Regions from separate parts of the Mus musculus genome. Here region 2 is linked to region 1. Evidence: chromatin contacts called from public Hi-C data. All regions are on one chromosome and are shown on one strand. Each heading gives the region's core, a stretch centred on a gene start, on an enhancer-like site or on the middle of the called end of the contact. The rest is flanking DNA. Distances are from core to core; before and after follow the strand shown.

Region 1 (2,803 bases), core at 57-2,556:
CCTGAGTGAGGTAACCCAGACCCAGAAAGACAAACATGGTATGTACTCACTTAAAAGTGGATATTAGTCATAAAGTACAGAATAACCATGCAACAAACCACAAACCCAAAGAAGCTAAGTAACAAGGAGGGCCTGAGGGATCACACTCACATCTCACTGAGAAGGGGAAATAGATTAGGCTTTTGGGTAGCTGGATGCAAGGAGGGGACTGGCTTGATGAAGGATGGGGATGGCAATAGGAGGGCTGTCGGGGAGGGTGGGGGTGGGGGATGGAAGGAGAGAGCAATGACTTTTTAAAAAAGATTTAATTTCTATCTTTTTAATTTTTTATTTCTGTCTGTTTGTATGTGAGTATGGGCATGTGAGTACCAGTGCCAACAGAAGCCAGGAGAGGGCACCAGGTACCCTGTGGGTGGAGTTGGTTGTGTAGCTGCTGGTCATGGGTGCTGGGAATCCAATGGGTCCTCTGTAAGAATAGTCTGTGCCCTTAGCTACTGAGCCATCTCTGCTGCCCCCAGCCTGCTTCTTGAGATACAGCAGCAGCAGCAAGGAGCATAGAGCAGAGCTGTGATCCAAGGGAGATAGAGATGTTACTGTGTATATCAGCACTCTAAAATATACAAAGGATATTCCCGGAATGCTAGTAGCTTGTATGTCTGCACTGCTGAAAAGCTTGCAACATCCTATTAAGGATCTACAAAGGCATAAAAAATTAAAATTAAAATTAAAGCAAGCAACCCCCCCCACACACACACACACACACACAAACACAGTACTGAATACAAATTCTGGGAGGTTGTTTCAGAGTAGGTTTCTGATCTGGACCTCAGCATACTGGACTCAAAATCAAAATCGAGTCCCTCATGCTACATTTCCAGGCAAATAATCTGGAACTAACTATTGATTTGACTTTCAAAAAAAAAAAGAAAGAAAGAACGAAGACAGCTCCATTTCTTAAACAGGCTAGTTTTAATTGAAATCATATGAAGTCTCTGCCTTAGTCCTCTCTTTCAAAGGTAACTTTGAGAATAACAACCCGGTTAACAATTCATTTCTTTTCCTATTGTTCTGGCTCCCTGCTAGGCAACTTTGCTTGTTTTTAACTTCTGAGTTCTTCTGTCTAGAAACCCAAACTTTTGTGCTTAGCTCAGCAGAACACTTACCCTATTTTATGGAATAAAGTATTGCCCAATTCTAGAATTGAAAATAAAGTCAATTAAGATGTCGAAATTAAATTGTTAGAGTCTGGTCTTCTGACAACAATTTTTTCCTTGCCAAAAAAGTCACCATGCACCAGGCGCATGAGTGATTAGCAGGAAGCCATTGGACCATCCAGAAAGATCTGAATGGGGAGCTCTGACTCAGCATAGTGCATGTGTGCAAGAACACATGTTTGGGGTTCTGGTTGGCCTGCCTCATGCACTCCCAATCCTAGATGAGACTTTGGGGGAGTTCAGGCAGTAGAGTCATGCAAATGGGTGATAAAAGAGAAAATGGGAAGGAAAAAGGAAGCAAGGCTGACCCCTCCAAATATTGCTGTCCTCCCCTCTCCCTCCCCCTAGCACAAGTCCACAGAGTTGAAATAACAATAGAATGAATAAACCAGTGTCTTCTTCCGAGGCAGGGGAGATAGTTCAGTCAGTAAATTGCTTGCTGTGCAAGCAGAAGACTGGAGTTTGGTTCCCAGAACCCATGTAAGATATCTGAGCCTGATGGTGTGAGCTGTAATCCTGTGCTGTGAAGATAGAGACAGTTGGATCTTTGGCACTCATTGATCAGGAAGCCAGCCTAGCTGAATCAGTGAGCCCAGGCCAGTGAGAGAGCTGGTCTTAGCAAACATGCCATAGAGTGCCTGAAGAATGATACCAAAGATTGGCTTAACACACAGACACAGACACAGACACAGACACAGACACAGACACAGACACAGACACAGACACAGACACAGACACAGACACAGACACAGACACAGACACAGACACAGACACAGACACAGACACACAGACACAGACACAGACACAGAGTCACAGACACACAGACACACAGACACACAGACACACAGACACACAGGCACACAGACACACAGATACACAGATACACACACACACAGAGACACACACACACAGACACACACACACACACACACACACACACACACACACGCTGGGGATAGAGGTTTAACACGCACATTTTGAGGAATTCTTCTCATTTATAAATAGAGTTAGTAAATAGTTCCATCTAGCTCATGAAGATAATCAATGAAAAATTTGAATAAAGAGGTGCAAAAGTATCAGACGACGTGTCTCTCTGAAGTCCCTTGACAATCAGGAACCTCAGCTGGTCTCCTGGTTGTCCCAGCACTGTGGTAATTACCAGCCCCTTACTCCAGGACCACCTGGCTCTGCAGGAACAGACTCACTGAAGAGCCCTGAGATCAGAGATCTTTCCTCTCCATGGCAACAACATACACAATGTCATCTTGCAATTTATTTTCACTTGACTGAGAAGACCCTGCCCTCTTCTTTCTGGCTTGGCTTCCACGGCCTGGCTATATTAGTCTTGGATGGCTCGGGGCTGTCTCGGCATCAGACCTGGCATGGCCTTGTTATGCCAGCTGGGGAAGGACAACACACCTGTGGGTGTGCAAGGCTGGGAGGTGGTTGGGCAAGGGTCCTAATTACTGGAGAGTGACACAAATCTTGCCAGCATGACTTCATCCATTTCCTCTTTCCCTGCTTTCTGAGCTCTGGGGATAGGTTGCGGTGTTTGCTCAGCTGCCCAGGCCCCCATGGCGAGGACCAAT
Region 2 (2,787 bases), core at 221-2,720, 250 kb before region 1:
GCTTTTCTGCCTCAGTTGATAGTATCCATGCTGGACGGGGCAGCACAGCAGTTTGGTATTTGTTTTAGTTTTGAGCACTCACTGAGTTCTAGGCCTTGACTTAAGGGATATGTAAAATAGTCATAGCCCGACGGAGAATGCATATAAATAAACAGATGGTGATGTGATAACTAATGCTTGAGAATGTCAATTGTAAATATGCATGCAAGGTTGATATATTTGGAGAGGTGTGTGTGTGTGTGTGTGTGTGTGTGTGTGTGTGTGTGTTGTTACTGGGATTTTCACAAAGACAGATCTAGGTCTACCTATTGATCTATCACCTAGATATAAAAATGGCTATTTCCCTACACAGACCAACTCATACATTATTAACTGGGATGGACTCTGAGAAGTACATCGTTAAGCAATTGTGCTGTGATCTGAGTACCACAAATGCCTAAGAGATATAGACTCATTACTCCACGAGGCCTCAAGGCCATCAAAAGACACAACAAACACGAGACGTATGAGGCTGCTGTTGTCATGCTATACTCTGTTTTCAGTAAACTTAAATTAGTTTTTACAAAATGGAGTACACCCTAAAGCAACAGTTGAAAGCACAATCTACACACAAACAAACAAGCGATAGAACTGTATTCTCCGGGACCTACACACTAGCAATACCGTTGGTTTGTTTACACTAACATCACCACATATATGTGAGTAATTGGTTTCCATATGAGATCACAATGGCTACAATGTTACTAGGCAATGGAGAAGCTTGTGCAGACTTCTAGGATCACCACTGCACATGTTGTTTGCCATGGAATGAGACCTTAATTGTAGTGCATGACTCTCGCCTGCAAGCACTTTGTACTGTGGGTGAACTTGAAGCACTTTGCCACTCTCCCTTACCAGATTAAATATTCCTTGCAGGAACTCCTGCAAGCAAGTGGTATGACTGGAACTCAGGCAGGCTTCCTTAATGGTTTTCTCTTACTAAATCTATCCATAGAGGTGAATCCAAGGTACCAGAGGAGATTAGCGATAAGGGCATTTAACTTTGCTCCTGGGATCCAAGAGAGCCTTCCCAGAGGAGGAATCAGGTTGCAAAGACTAGAGCTCCCAGGTTGGACTGCATCTGTGTGTGGGTGTGCTGGGATGCAGGTGTTCCGAAGGAGGCTTCAGAACTGTCCGTGGCAAGAGTGTGAGAGAGAGAAGGCACCTCATTTTTGGCCAGTCAAGAGCAGGTCAGTGCAGCCCAAGCTCTCTCATCTCACACCAAGGAAGGCAGGGTCAAGGTCCCAAACATGTGCACGGCTCCTATCAGCTGACTGTATTCCAGGCTCCAGTCTCTCCTCATGATGACAGCAGTGCAGATGTAGCCAGCACCGGGAGGGAGGGAGGGAGGGAGTCAGTCCACCAGGGAGAGGGAGGGGGGTTGGAACCAGTCTATTTCCCAGCAGTGATACCACCCCAGCCATCAGCTCCTTGCCAGCAGGGTCAGCACAGGCATGGTGAGACGGAGGTGGAGGAGCTGTCTGCGCTGTTGCTCAACCTCGGCACGTGGAGTCCGATGGCCTGGGTCAGCTGCTATCTGGGTCTTGTTTAACATCCCTCCTCCTGTGAGCCCTGCTAACTGGCCCATCTGTCCAGCTGATGAGAAGGCTTGCAGGCAAGGAATGCTGTTCTCCCAGGTCTAGCCATCTTTCTGTAGCCAAACAGATGCGCAGAACAAATAAACAGGCCAGCAAGTCGTAGATGGGTTGTGTTAGGCTTAGTTGAGACATGCTGTCCTTTTTGAAAGCTGTTGATGTGTTTAAAAGAGACCAACATCTGGGGCCAGACCATATCTGGCTGTATATTGAGGCCAAGACTCTTAGCCCATCCACAGTGACATTGTCTAAATGTTGTACTTTTCGAAGAGTACCAAGATTGTAACCCACCATAGAGTTAATTGAGTCCTTCCTCCTGGATTTTGGACTGTTACATGTGAGTTCTTTTTCTGCCTCAGGATTCCTAACTGTGCAGGTTAGACTAGGTGATAGAAGTCCCTTCAGGAACTGCAAGCTGCGTTTTCCCTGAGTCTAGATTTTGTTTATTGCATCTGTCCCATGTTTTTTTTTTTTTTTTTTTTTTTAGCAGGGGCAAGCTTTTGTATATAGTCCCAGAGATTTGTGCTGTTGGGAGGACCTAGAGGACAGTTCTACAAAACAGAAGTTTACCATTTTGGGGTGGGGAAGGATCCAGGCTCAGCAATGGAACAGACCTGGGTTTGGGAACACTACCTGTCTTTGGCAGGTCCTTAGATGAGCTCTTTAACATATTTGGTCTTGGTCTTCCCTTTGGTAGAATGAGAATAGCAAGCCCAACAGCTCTTGGGATTTTGTGATGATTCCCAGGACAATTCAAGCCCCCCCCCAAACTTCTCATTTCTTCCCTAGCCTGACCTCAAGTCTCTTCTTGCAGGGAAACCACACTCAGCTTGCCTGGCCCTTTCCTGCTCTTTCCTCTGAAGCTTCCTCTTTCCCAGCCAACTTGACCATTCACCCAGCTTGCTAAGCATCTCTTATAAATGCAGGCACTTGGAGCATCTCTACGTCTCCCCCAAATCTACAGACAAAGGCTCGAAGAGCTTGGCTGAACCCCCTCCCTCCTCATTCCATGCTCAGCTTTGCAGAATGGCTGGCTTGCAACTGGTTCTGTAAATGTTACAACCACCTCCTGTCTGAGCCTTAGTGCTTCTGCTTAGGGCTGAAATGCTATGTGGAAGCCACTGGTTGTCCATGCTCAGACCACACACACCTT

The links. A called contact is a pair of places that touch in the nucleus more often than the background predicts.
Region 2: a Hi-C map of uterus shows a contact between it and region 1, with 3 times the contacts expected there. The contact joins two enhancer-like sites. A contact is called at or near these places in 3 of 484 Hi-C or Micro-C datasets (all in uterus), 2 of 115 datasets of contacts at active chromatin or transcription factors (astrocytes and embryonic stem cells) and 1 of 9 other capture datasets (embryonic stem cells).

The regions. Positions count from the first base shown.
Region 1 is chr9:30,591,249-30,594,051 of GRCm38.p6, reverse strand. No RefSeq gene overlaps it. Among named protein-coding and RNA genes, the nearest start is that of Snx19, 170 kb to the right of the region's middle. Within about 2 kb of position 1,306, at least 15 of the 459 cell types and tissues checked have an H3K27ac peak or open chromatin away from gene starts, as enhancers often do. A contact at or near this core is called in uterus, where this site is marked.
Region 2 is chr9:30,843,019-30,845,805 of GRCm38.p6, reverse strand. No RefSeq gene overlaps it. Among named protein-coding and RNA genes, the nearest start is that of Gm31140, 36 kb to the left of the region's middle. Within about 2 kb of position 1,470, at least 22 of the 459 cell types and tissues checked have an H3K27ac peak or open chromatin away from gene starts, as enhancers often do. A contact at or near this core is called in uterus, where this site is marked.